3 separate regions of the Mus musculus genome follow, and all the other regions are linked to region 2. Evidence: chromatin contacts called from public promoter capture Hi-C data. All regions are on one chromosome and are shown on one strand. The core of a region is the stretch at or near the end of the contact, and the rest is flanking DNA. Distances in the headings are between cores, read along the strand shown. Region 1 holds the start of Nagpa (N-acetylglucosamine-1-phosphodiester alpha-N-acetylglucosaminidase). Region 2 holds the start of Olfr15 (olfactory receptor 15). Region 3 holds the start of Rogdi (rogdi homolog).

Region 1 (4,395 bases), core at 143-2,642, 1.4 Mb before region 2:
GAGTTTTGGGAAGGACAAGGCTCAGTACAGATGGCTGAGCCTGATCACACACAGACCCCAAGAAGCATGGCTCTGGTTTCAAGCACACACACTGCTCACTGTAGACAGAAAGGGGCTTAAACCTATTCAAATCCCTGGCACCTACTAGATTGACAATGCCCCTGAGGAGGTCAGGAACTGGACTTTGCGTTGGGCTCTGCCTTTGGGTAAGCCCTAAGAAGAGCAGCCTCTGACAGGCAGCACTGAAGCACAAGCCGTGCTTCAAGGGGACACTCGCCAGGAGGATCCCAGGCTCGGGACTTACTATAACACAGGACACTTGTCACCTGAAAGCTTGAGTCAGTCAGTTATTATGGTCTGTGTGTGAGATACAAGTGGGTGCATAGGCAGTGGTGCACACATGTAGATCAGACTTTCTACAGCCAATTCTCTTCTTCCTCCTCTCCATGGGTTCAGGGTCTTCATCTCAGGTTGCACAGCGAGTTCATTTATGTGCTGTGCCATCTCGCCAGTCGTTCCTATATCCTAGAGGAAAACTAGTTTCTTCTGGTCAAGAGGAGGAAAGAGTGGAGACCTGTCATTCTAAGATACCCAAAACAGGGCCAGGTTGGGGACCTGTGCCTTTAATCCCATCACTTGGGGATTAGGTAGAAGCAAGAGGCTCTAGACCAGTCTACACACTGAATTTCAAGCCAGCCTACCTATAAATCAGAGACCCTGCTTCAAAAATAAAATTAAACAAAAACGAAGATAAACCAAGCTACCCAAAACACAAGAGTTAATCCAGTCAGACAGGTCTAGCAAATGCTAGGATGAAAGGTGTGCACCACCACGAGTGGGCTGCAAGCCTCTCTCTCTCTCTCTCTCTCTCTCTCTCTCTCGTTTGTTTTGTTTTTCGAGACAAGGTTTCTCTGTGTAGCCCTGGCTGTCCTGGAACTCACTCTGTAGACCAGGCTGGCCTCGAGCTTCACTCTTAAAAGTTCCTCTTCCTCCTCCTCCATCTTTTCCTCCTCTTACCCCCTAGGCTCCTTTTCCTCTTCTTGTCTTTCAGATAAAGTCTCAAGTAGTCCAGACTGGTCTCAAACTAACTAACTAGCCAAGAATAGCCAACCTCTTAACTTCCGATTCTCCTGCCTCTGCTGAATGCTGGGGTTGTGGCGTGGGCCACCACTTCTGGTTTGTGCAACACAGAAGGAACTAGGGCTTTAAGCACGAGAAGCAAGTTCTGTACAGACTTACACAGGCCCAGCATCTGTTCTTGCAATTTTCTGTAAGTTTGACATAATATGAGAATAAAAAGCTATCTATCTCCCTTCCAGCCTTACCCTCTCTGATGGAATTCGAATGCGTAATCAAAGCACCCAACAGCCTGGCCTGGAATCACGTGGGGCGAGCCCACGTGACCGGAGCACCAATCCAATATGGCGGCGCCCAGGGGGCCCGGGCTGTTCCTCATACCCGCGCTGCTCGGCTTACTCGGGGTGGCGTGGTGCAGCCTAAGCTTCGGGTGAGTGCAGCCGCCGGGGCCAGCCTGGCTGGGGTCCACCTTTCCTGAGCGCTCTCAGGCACAGCCCTCCGACCTCACGATCGCCCCGTCCCTGCAGGGTTTCCCGCGACGATGACCTGCTGCTGCCTTACCCACTAGCGCGCAGACGTCCCTCGCGAGACTGCGCCCGGGTGCGCTCAGGTAGCCCAGAGCAGGAGAGCTGGCCTCCGCCACCCACGAACCCCGGCGCCAGCCACCACGCGGCCGTGCGCACCTTCGTGTCGCACTTCGAGGGGCGCGCGGTGGCCGGCCACCTGACGCGGGTCGCCGATCCCCTACGCACTTTCTCGGTGCTGGAGCCCGGAGGAGCCGGGGGCTGCGCGCAGAAGCGCCGCGCTACTGTGGAGGACACAGCCGTCCCGGCCGGTTGCCGCATCGCTCAGAACGGTGGCTTCTTCCGCATGAGCACTGGCGAGTGCTTGGGGAACGTGGTGAGCGACGGGCGGCTGGTGAGCAGCTCAGGGGGACTGCAGAACGCGCAGTTCGGTATCCGACGCGATGGAACCATAGTCACCGGGTGAGGAGGCAGGGAGCCCCGGGGCTGTAGAGGGCAAAGGGTCTCTGATGTTCTTTCAGAGCCATGCCTCCGAGTCCAGGTCCCTAACCAAACTTCCTGTCTTTCTTCTTCCGAGTAATGACGCTGACACCTTCCTTCCTTTAAGTTTATTCATGTGCCACTGAATAATCTGTGATCAGGCCGTGTGTGGGGACTTGGGGAGGCGACCGTGAGCCTGAACACAGTTTGTGCCCTAGTGAACTTTGTGTAGTATTAGAGAAACATTTCGTGTTCAACGAAGCCATGGAACCAATTGGAAATAGTGTAGAGTTTATGGAGCAGTCCCAGACAGCTAGCTGGAGGCCTTTTGCTGTCCTGATAAAAATCCAGGTTAGACAAGGAGCTTGTTGAGGGCAGCCTTTGGAAGTTTCTGTGTTTCTTGAAATTTGACAGCAGCCAGAGTTGACAGCAGGCAGGCAGGAGTAGAAGGTAGCGCCATCTGGTGTTCCAGTTCTCTTCCAAGGTTCCGTTTTTTGCCAAGGCTGGGAAGTGGGCTTTCCCCAACTCTTCTCAGCCCTTGGTTGCAATTTCTGGGCCTGCCCATGTATCTGGTTCTTCATCCTTCAACATCAGCCAGTGTCACCACTGTTGATCTTAGGTTTTCACAGATCCTAAAACTTCTGCCAGTGACCAGCGCCTGCAGTTTCTCTTCCCTGGCTCTGTCCTTCAACCTCTCTACATTCCAGCCATCTCCCTTGCTCCTCTCTTGGACTCCCTTCCAGACTTGTTGTCATGATCACTGTCTCAGTACCCCTATTGCTCCTTTACAATGGTCCACTGACCTGCTCACCTCCTACTTTTTTTTTTTAAATGTGTGTGCATCTGTGTGTGCCTGAGGGGAGACCAGAGTTTGATTTCAAATGTCTTCTATTCTCTTTTCCTCCATCTTATTTTCTAACACAAAATCTGAATCTAGAGATCACTGGTTCAGTTAACCTGGCTGGCCGGCAAACCCCAGGGCCCTCCTGCTTCCCTCTGTCCACCCCACCCCAGCACTAAGGCTACAGTGTGTGCTGTTCCAGCCAGCTTTCTCATGGGTGCTGAGGATCTGAACGCAGGTTCACATGTGTGGTGGGAAGGCTTTTACCCAATGCTCTGTCTTTCCAGCCCATCCTCCCTTGTTAACTGCCAAACAGCTGCCTATCCTGTCCATGTGTAGCTCACTGCTACTTCTTTTATTATGAGGTCAGCACATGTTACTAAAGATGGCAAGAGAAGAAGGTTCTTTCATTGTGTCATAGCTATAGCTCAGGAGGAATTTTATTTCCTGTGTAGGCACACAGGAGAGCATCTTCCAGCTCACACTCCAACTGAACTAACTGAACACCTGCCTATATATCCAAAGAAGGGGTGTCAGTGCCAATCACAGCACACCTCCAGTGCAAATGAAGGTTTGTGTTTGCACCAATCACAGCCTTGCCTCTTTAGCATGCATCACAACAAAGTCCTCCTAGACTATCAGGGGATATGCTCTCTTGGCCAAGGTAGGAATAGTTGCAGTGTCATCTGGCACAAACCATTTCAAACGGCCTGGCTGAGGTTATGCCTTCGGGAACCTGAAGTCTTTGTGTGGTTGTCTCCAAGTGTCTGTGGAGCTCCAGGCGGCTGGTGCTGACAGACGCTTTGTCTAGTTGGCTGTTTGACTTTTGCTTAAGCAGCCAGGGCAGTAGAGTCTAACAGATGCTAATTTCAGGATCAGGAAGACTGTAGAAAAATGAGCATCAAGAAGCCCCTGGTACCCAAAGCTGCTCTTGCCAATGAGTGAACCTCCTGCCTCCCCGCTTCCAGGTACCTGTCTGAGGAGGAGGTTCTGGATCCCGTGAATCCGTTCGTGCAGCTGCTGAGCGGAGTCGTGTGGCTCATCCGCAATGGAAACATCTACATCAACGAGAGCCAAGCCATCGAGTGTGACGAGACACAGGAGACAGGTCAGGAAGCACAGGTGTTCTGTTTTATTTGTATTAGGTTTTGATTTGTTTATTTTGTGCATGCAGCGGGTGCATGCATGCTCCTTTCCTTTCGCCATGTGAGTCCTGAGTATTGAACTCAGACTGTTAAGTGTGATGGGAGGCACTTTACCCACTGAGCCACTTTCCCAGCCCTCAGCATCAGCTTTCTTCAGACCCAGGAACAGTGTGAGTGGGTTATTCTTTAGTGTTCCCAAACATTTACTGAGCAGCTATTTACTGTTTAGCACTATGGTGAGAGTCCTAGGGATTCAGTCTTATGTAGAATATAGAAGGAGAATCCTTGGCAATAAGCTGGAAAATTGTGACAAGTGCCAAGAAAGAAA
Region 2 (4,777 bases), core at 2,222-4,721:
TATTTTTTATAATATTTTTTCTTGAGAATTTCTTTTTTAATTTAATTAACTACTTTTTATGTATTTGGGTGTTTTGTCTGCATGCCTGGTGCCTTTGGAGGACAGAAGAAGGCACTGCATTCCCTGGGACTGGAGTTAAAGACAGTTGTGACCCACCACGTGGGTGCTGGGAATCAAACCCGGGACCTCTGGAAGAACAGCTTTTTAGCTCTCCAGCCTCCATTGTTGATAATTTCATACTGTGGCCATTAAGACGTGATCATATTCATCCCTTCGTTTTAAAGGGAGAACTTCTAATTCCTGCACTTTGAATCTCAGGCAGGAGGATAGCCATGAGCTGAAGGCCATCTTGACCTACAGTGTGAGTCTCAAAACAGCAAAAAGTACAAAATCATTAGGGATTCCTTGCAGCAGAGACCCATGATGCCCTTACTTCCCCTTATAACTGGTGAAGTTTTTCTCCCCTTCCTCTGTGGTTTTCCACTCCCCTAACTCCTAGTCAGTTTTACGGTGTTCTTTACTTTCCAGAAGGAAGTTCTGCCGAACTCCAAAGTGTTTAAAGAATAATTCTATTTCTCCCTGCATTTCTTGTAGTTATTTCAAAACTCAAATGAATTGAACAGAGGACATGACTGCCCTGTCTCCTTGTAATTACGACTCCCACAAGTCAGCCACACTCTGCTCCCAGATAACTGTAGGAACTTGGGTGCCATAGCTTGTCTTTGAGAAGCTGACCTGATCTGACCTGACCTGATCGAGTGTGCTGACTGGTATTTTGTGCCTTCAAGATGATACACTTTGATGAGATCCAGGATGATGGCTCATCCTGGAAACTATTGCTATGGACACGATTGGAAAACTAAGTTGTGGCTTTGATCTGAACTGGAGAAACAAATTCAGGCTAGGATAGTGTTGTTAGATTTTTAAAGGGGAATTATGAAAATTTGGAAGGGAAAATGTATCTGTGCTCGTTCCATTCTATTCAAGGGACGAGATAACCCAAACCAGCAAATGTGAAAATGGTCTGCATGGAGCATTTAGTTCTTACCATAAGAAGGTGATCCATAACACTTAATATAATTTCATTCACTAGCACTTATCCAGCATATACTTTGTAATAGGCAGGCAAATACAATAACAGAAATGGAAGCAAAGCGGCAGATCCTTTGAAACTACTTCTAAAACCTATTAATTTTCTCTTTTCTAATAATGTAGCTGCTAAACAATTGTCCCATATTAATATAGCTTCTGTCTAGGCATAGGGTGTGTAAACTGTGGTGGCGGATGAGCGGTTTTTTTGTTTTGTTTTGTTTTGCCATTCTAGCAATGAGCAAAGTCATTTAAGAAAATAAAAGAAATACTTGAAGATACAAGAAAAGGAAAATAATAAAAATTGGAGAGGAGTCTCAGAAGAAAATTTACAAGAGCTTATAAGTAAATTTGAAGTATATACTAAGGTAAGGACAGAGGAGGAAGTACGCGAGAGAAGAGGAAGCCACCACGAGGGGCGATAGACCATGAGTACATGGCCAGGAGAAAGAGCAAGTATCTGGGGTACATTGCTGGGGAGGTAGCCAGGCCAGCAGTTAGAAAAATAGATTAAAAATAACCAAAGTCTGAGTCCCATTTATTTGTGAGCTAGTCAGGGATAAGCTTAAATTGCTTGTACTACATACAATATAGGTGTTATTGTTCCAACACACAAGTTTCTTGAGATAAGTTTTGTTCTAAACCAGTTGCTGGATTTCTGGGACAGTAGTGCTGGAAGATTAAAACTTGAAACAGAGGACATGCTTAATGGACAGACTACCCTCCTAAACTTGCTTAAGGAACCATAGCATATCCCATAGTCCACTGACTCATAGCAAACCCGATGGCTCTGGCTGTCAGCTGCAATGATTTAAACAAAGCCAGATGGAGACATTTTAGGCTAGTATTGAAAGGCAAATGGTCTTGCCTATCTTTTCTTATTAATTATCACATTGGATAGAAGGTAAATTTGGATGCAGACATACAGAAAAGGATAATCAGGTGAGAAGGAGATGGGAAGCATGAATAGTTAGCCTGTATGTAGTACTAAGAAGAGACAGAGAACCGGAACACGATGGTGGATGGCTAAGATACCAAGATGAATTCTATTTTCATCTGAAGTTGATAACGTGTGGTGTCAATTCATGGAATTACAGAAAATTATACAAGAAACTTCACGTTTCTTTCCTTAGGAAGTAAAAAAAATTCATCAGAATTATGCTATAACACATAATGTGGACCTCAGAGTCAGGGACACTGAAATGGATCTGTTGTAGGTCAATAGTCTCTGGACCTACAACGATACATATCTGCCCTGTTACCTGTGGTCCACAGTCGTATTTCTGGAAAATAAACAAAGAATGTCTCAAGTAACACTAACCATCTTCCAAATGTGTAGAATTGTCAGGAATATGCATTGGCTTTACTGAAGACAGAACTTCTCATAAGAAAACAGAATGCAAGGTGGAGAGGCAATAAGAAATGAAGACGATTGTGCTGTCCTCAGCTGGCTCCTCTTCCTTTCCCCAGCAATCTTCCCAGGGCCCCCTTCACTTCTTTGTTTCTTAGAGTATAGATGAGCGGATTCACCATGGGTGTGACCACAGAGTAGAAGAGAGAAATGAATTTTCCTTGGCTTTGATTACTGCTCTTAGCTGGAAGCAGATACCCATAGATCGCAGAGCCATAGAAGAGAAACACTACCACCAAGTGGGAGACACACGTATTGAAAGCCTTTCGACGTCCCTCCACAGAGCGGATCTTCATCACTGCCTGAGCAATGAAGCAGTAAGAGACCAGGATGACGCTTACTGGGACCACAGTGAAGAAGGTACAAACACCATTGAGCACCGCCTCATTGAGACTTGTGTCTCCACAGGCCAATTTAATCATGGCGGGTACCTCACACAGGAAGTTGTCCACTTTTCGGTGTCCGCAAAATGGGAGCTGGAGAGTGAATGTTGACTGAATCACGGAGTTGCCTAAGCCACCCAACCAGCTAATAGCAGCCAGCCCCCAGCAGAGGCGAGGATTCATGACGGTCATGTAGTGCAGGGGCCGACAAACTGCCACATACCGATCAAATGCCATCACCACGAGCAGTATGCACTCAGTAGCCCCCAGCCAAAGGAAAACATAGAGTTGAGTTACACACCCACCATAGCTGATTGTCTTGTCTGGCCCCCATAAATTTTTCAGCATCTGAGGGACTGAACTGGTAGTAAAGGCAAGGTCTAGAGAGGAGAGGTTGCTGAGGAAGAAGTACATGGGTGTGTGGAGCCGAGCATCAAGGCGCGAAAGCAGGATGATGGTCAAGTTCCCAACCAGCGTCAACAAGTAAGAGGCCAGGATGACAGCAAAAAAGATGATCTCCAGATGGGGATGGTCAGAGACACCCATCAGAATGAAGCTCCCAGAGGAGCTGTTGCTGTCCACCTCCATCACCGGCTGCCTCAGTCACTGAAGTTTGCTCAGGCAAGGGAAGAGGCAGCTACTGCTAAACCTGCATCCAAAGTGCACCTCAGGCTCCGCAGCTAAAGCCCAGTCCACCCTTCCTGGCCACGAGCTTTCATGCAAGCCCTGGTTGTCAGTTGAGCTGGGATGTCAAAAGGGACCTAGCACAGAGATGAAGGGAGTGCCTTGTGAGGACAGACAACAGCTAGGGCAACAGGTCAGAGGGGCAGGTTAGATCAGATACCTTCTCAAAACACCAATTTCCTCAGCCAAGTTTTCTTTTGCTCTAAGAGGGAAACACACAGTGAATTTGGAAAATCTCCCCGGAAGTTACTGATAGATTTCTTTCTCAGGCTTGAAAGGATGGCTCAACATTTAAGAGCACAGAATGCTCTTGCAGAGATTCCAACTTTGGATTTCAGCGCCCTTATCTCACAATAGCCTATAAGTCCAGTTCCAGGGAATCTGACATGCACTTCTGGCAACTGCACATATGTGAACATACCACCCAAAATTCATGCCTACATGATTTAAAATAAAGTCTTTTTTTTTTTTTTTTGGACAGTCTGTCATTATACAGCCCTAGGCAGACTGGAAGTTGCTGTGTAGACCAAGCTAGCCTTAACAGAGATCCCACCTGCTCTGTTTTCTGAGTATTGAGATTAAAGCCATGTGGCACCATGACCATCAAAATAAATAATCTTTAAAATAAATAATCTTTAAAGAAATTCCTTTTCTCTGTCTTTTATAGTCCTCTCTTCTCAAATTAAAACTCCTGGTCTGGAAAGATCATCATGTGTCTATCGGATCTCAAAAAAAAAAAAAAAAAAAAGAGAGATGGTAGGAGCTGGAGAGATGTTCAGCCATTGAGAGCATTGGTTGCTCTTCCAGAGGACCAAGGTCCAGTTCCCAGCAGCCACCTGGAGGCTCACAACTGTCTGCAACTCAAACTCTGATAGATCTGATGCTTTCTTCTGCCCTCCATGGGCACTGCATACATGCAGCACACATATATACACGCAGGTAAAACATACACACCCAAAATAATTTAAAAAACTAACGAGAATACTGAATATTCACCATACACAAAAAGCATGAATTTGTCAGTGAAGAAGGTGAATATAGAACAAATAAACACATGCCAAAAAAGCTTAAGTCAAATGTGTGAAATATATAAGTGGATTTTCTGTAAGGAAGTTAAATCAATCTACATGTGTCCATAGTAAGGGAAATTAAAATATACCTGATAATTTGAAGTCTACTGTGTTTACTGCTAAACCAAGGAATCATTCTT
Region 3 (4,429 bases), core at 1,427-3,926, 1.2 Mb before region 2:
AGATCATATACATCTGTAACTCTAGTTCCAGGAGATCCAAACCCCTCTGAGAGCACCAGGCACCCACATAGTGCACAGACATACATGCAGGCAAACAGACACATGAAATAATAAAATAAATTTTATAACTGAATAAAACAAAAGTAATAAAATAATGTATGTAGGCTCTAAGGTAATAAAACAGAGATAGCTGGTATATCAATGGGCACAGCTGCTGTGTTGATGAGCACAAAGGAGCCTTTGGAAAGGTTGGTTGGGAGGTGTCAGCCATTTTTTAAGAAAGGGCACAGTGATCCTGAGTATAATACAACATCCTCGGAAGACTGCATTGAGGGCTGTCACCTTGACTCCTAACAGCACTGAGCACTTCACATGTCTGCGTATAAATAGAGCCATGAGGGTTGTGACTGTTCCTTCTTCAGGTGGGGCTGTGGCAGAAGCCCACAGGCTAGGCCATCTGCTCCACATCAAGCCAGTATTCATACCCACATATCTCAAGCTCTAGGTCCTGCCTGCTAAGCAACAGGCTAGAACCATCTGGAAATGGCTCCAGGAATCAGGGCTCTACCACATAGTAGCTCTGTAGCTAGAGACCAACCTCTACCTCTTTTATTTTTTTTTTTCAGGTATACAAAAGAGCCAAGGCACTGGACCAGTCTGACAATGATATGTCTGCCGTGTACCGAGCCTACATACACTAAGCCTTGCCTGCCCATCTACCCTCCCATCTTCCCTCTGACCTCCCCTCCCAGTGTGGGGTCAGGGTTCTGGGACTAGCTCTGGACCAGTCACCTGTCTCCATTTCCTTTTATACAGACTTTGAAACTTGCATCAGCACAGTACACAGCAGCACCCTGTCTCCCTGAGGCCCTGGCCAGGGATAAGAGGATCTATCTCTCCTGGTGGCTGTGAAGAAGCTCTTGAGCTGGGCCTTGATTGACCCTGGAGCAGGAGGTTGTGGATTCTCTCTGTTCCTCTGTGTTCTCTGTCTCTGTCACACACACACCCAGGATAGAAGCTACCCAGAAACTGCTGCCTGGCTGTTCTTGCAAGCTTAGCCCCCTTCTGGTCAAGAGACTGGAGGGACTAGAATTGACAGGGAGCACTGGAAGCTTTCAACTTCCCCAGGACAGAGACTGGCCCCCACTGGGCCCCTGAAAGGAGAGGCCCCTCAGCCATCATGAACCAACAGATTCCCTGAGGAGGCTCTGTGGATCACCAGCTGAGGAGGATTTTCCTGTAGACACTACCATTACACCGCAGCTCCCAGAGTGTCTCTGTGAACTGAAGAGAGACCAGCATAGCCACATAGACCCCTCTTCAGGGGGAGCAGAGTCTACAGTCTTCTGTCCTGAGCCTGTTCCTCCCAGGAGGTTTCATTTGGATTTGCATTCCAGCCCAAGGGAAGGGGCCGTAAGGGCCTTGGGAGCAGTGAAGTGTATGGGCGGCTCCTTCCTGTTTCCATTACGCCAGGCTCTTGAGCTGGGCTACCTGTTCAGCCTGCTCTACACAGGTCCCCTGCATGTCCCTCTTCCCCTTTTCCTTCCATGGAGATATTTCTGTCCCATCCTCTTTTGACCCAGCCCCAGCCTGATCAACACCAATAATAAGCATTTCCTAGATGAGCATTTCCTAGGCTGGGCTTTTGATGAGGAACCTTACTTCTGCCAGTGGTTCCAAGTTCTGGGTTTTTTGGGACTTGAAGCATTTCTCCTTGAAGAGGGGACCAGAGAGGCTTAGAATGTCACACGAGAGGAATCACCCGAGGAAGCCTTCCTCCTCATGAGTTTGGATTTTCAAAGCCACGATTTAACTTTTCCATCTGGGATAAGGATCTCAGGACATGGGCACGGGGCAGGGGATGCTTGTGGAGTTCAGTGCAATTGTCCATTCACTGGGATGCTGAACAGTTTCTGTCTGGACACAGCCTGTCTTGGTCCTGGGGGCTGGGGGTGGGGAAGATGCTGTAAGAAAACCGGTTAGTCAATGTTGTCTTAATATTGTTGACAATTCTGTAAAGTTCCTTTTTATGACTATTTCTGTTTAAGCTATTTCACCTTTCATTTTGAAACCCTTTCCTTTTATGGAGAAAATGTGACACTGTGGAAATGCTTGTAAGAAAGCCCCTACTCCCGCTTTTCCTTGAAATGACAGATCTAGGTGATTACGGTTGTGAATTTTTATTTTCACTTTGTTTTTAATGAACATTTGTCTTTCAGAATAGGATTGTGTGATAATGTTTAAATGGCAAAAAAACAAAACATGATTTTGTGCAATTAACAAAGCTACTGCAAGAAAAAAAAATAAAACATTTCTTGGTACCATAACTGTATCATTGTACCCAAATGCTAGGGGGACCTAGGTAGGAGCCAACTCACCTGATTCTTTCCCGGTGGAACCCTGGGCGGGCTCCATCTAGCCGGACAATACTGGAATAACTTGATGGACGGCCCCGCCGACCAATCAGTGGTGGCCAAAGCCCGGGTCCCTGCTGAAAAACAGGGATTGAGGCGGGCGGATAGAAGGCGAGGCGTGGCCTATCCGTCTAGCCACTCACCAGCCAGGACTAGAAGCTACAGCCAGTCGCTTGAGGCGTAGCCGGCTTGAGGGCGGAGCTTGTGCCCTATTTGCCAATCGGTCACGGGAGGAGGCGAAAAAGGGGCGGGCGTTGCGCGCCAAGCTCCTGACTACAGACCTCAGAGACGGTGCGCGGCTAGGAGGATGGCGACCGCGATGGCTGCGAGCGCCGCGGAGCGGGCAGTACTGGTGGGACGCGCTCGGCGGGCAGGGGGCGGCGGGCGGCCAGCCGACCGGCGGCGGGGATGGGATGGGTTTGACGCCGCGCTGTCCGCAGGAGGAGGAGTTTCGCTGGTTACTGCACGCTGAGGTGCACGCCGTGCTGAGACAGCTGCAGGACATCCTCAAGGTAACGCTCCCGCTGGTCCCGCCCGGCCTGCCATCCTTCCTATCCACCGGGTCCTGCCAATCGCACACAGCAGATGCTGAGCGTGACCCGTGCAGATACCCACTTCTGAGAGTACAGTTCAGACGCAGACATGCTGGCATGTAATTACACAAGCAGTGGGCACCAGGTCTTGAGTGTGAACTATCTTCGAAACTGACATTTATCTGTGAGCAAGCAGGGTAGTGGTGAAAGCTTGTGATTTCAGCACTCGGAAGAGTGAGGCTAGAGGTTCATGAGTTAGAAGCCAGCCTTAGGCTCCATTGTGAAACACTGTCTCAAACAAAACAGTCTCAAAACAACACTGATAATCCGAGCTCTGAAGTGATCTCAGCCAAGTTACCCGGATTTCTGAGCCTGTTCCCTTACCCTAACCAGGCTCACACGTCTGTTTGTGAAGATAAATAAACTATCTCACAGAATGCCTAGGACAGTAACCTAGCAAAGCCTGTTACTGTGACTACTGATTGTCTGATTCGGGGACTCTGCTCCCCACACATATCACAGCACTCCAGCTTTCTAGGCACTGTGCCTCTCTGTTCTGTGTTCCACCTGGCTGCTCATGATATACTCAGGACTGGAATGAACGGGTCTGAGCTCATAAAATCTTGGAGGTTTAGTAGGGCAGAGGCAGAGGGGCCAGGTCAGGCCTGCCCTCCTCGTCCCTTCCCCTGCTAACCTGGCAAAGTATCCAGGCCTTGGAATGGAACACTGGCCAGACTGAGGTGAGGTGTTGGGACTGCGCTGTCTTCCACAGGAGGCCTCTCTCCGCTTCACTCTCCCAGGCCCCAGCACCGAGGGCCCTGCCAAGCAGGAGAACTTCATCCTGGGCAGCTGTGGGTGAGCTGGGTTGGGCAGGAGCCTTTGGAAGGGGTGTACACCTGGGGGGAGGAAATGCCCAGGGTACGGTGGGGCAGCCTGCAAGGGGAGGGAGCAGTAGCAGGCGCTCCTCTGACTCGTGTGTGTTACAGCACAGACCAGGTGAAAGGGACTCTGACTCTGCAAGGGGATGCCCTCAGCCAAGCGGTGAGTCCCCCAACAGTCCAGCTGGTGACAAGGATGGTGATGGCTTAGCTCTGCCACCAGCTAGCTCTGTGACCCTGGCTCTGACCCTTGTTGTCTCTGACCTGTTTCCTTGTATGTCTGTAATGTCACAGGCAACCCTCACACTACCTCATGAGATAGGCTTTAGATCCCAGGAGGGGAAGGACAAGAACCTGATGGCATTACACTTAGTTCAGCCTGGCATCTGGACCCTGTGAAATACAAACTTTGGAAGCCTAGGCAGGCTGGCCCCGCATCAAAGTTGAATGAGCCACCACCCTCTGATCTAAGGCCTCAAAGGCCCTGGGGGACAGCCCGTCCCCACGGTTCAGACTACACCACTACCTCCTGTCCAGCTCTTCCCCTTTCTCAGCTTCTCTCGCCCCCCCCCCCACCACCACCACCACCACCACTTTGTGGTTC

What was found. Promoter capture Hi-C pulls out the DNA fragments that hold promoters and counts their contacts.
Region 1: a promoter capture Hi-C map of liver shows a contact between it and region 2, with 5 times the contacts expected there. The contact joins the promoter of Nagpa here to the promoter of Olfr15 in region 2. A contact is called at or near these places in 3 of 39 promoter capture datasets (frontonasal cranial neural crest, liver and maxillary cranial neural crest) and 2 of 9 other capture datasets (liver and macrophages).
Region 3: a promoter capture Hi-C map of pre-B cells shows a contact between it and region 2, with 4 times the contacts expected there. The contact joins the promoter of Rogdi here to the promoter of Olfr15 in region 2. A contact is called at or near these places in 2 of 39 promoter capture datasets (liver and pre-B cells).

The regions. Positions count from the first base shown.
Region 1 is chr16:5,201,009-5,205,403 of GRCm38.p6, reverse strand. It overlaps Nagpa (N-acetylglucosamine-1-phosphodiester alpha-N-acetylglucosaminidase), which reads left to right and starts at 1,392. Exons shown (of 10, transcript NM_013796.3): 1 at 1,392-1,507; 2 at 1,605-2,063; 3 at 3,891-4,030. The coding sequence starts at 1,422.
Region 2 is chr16:3,837,669-3,842,445 of GRCm38.p6, reverse strand. It overlaps Olfr15 (olfactory receptor 15), which reads right to left and starts at 3,471. Exons shown (of 1, transcript NM_008762.2): 1 at 2,533-3,471. The coding sequence starts at 3,471. The coding sequence ends at 2,533.
Region 3 is chr16:5,011,800-5,016,228 of GRCm38.p6, reverse strand. It overlaps Rogdi (rogdi homolog), which reads left to right and starts at 2,676. Exons shown (of 11, transcript NM_133185.2): 1 at 2,676-2,766; 2 at 2,855-2,926; 3 at 3,720-3,802; 4 at 3,934-3,988. The coding sequence starts at 2,722. It overlaps Glyr1 (glyoxylate reductase 1 homolog (Arabidopsis)), which reads left to right. Exons shown (of 16, transcript NM_001079814.1): 16 at 627-2,327. The coding sequence ends at 701.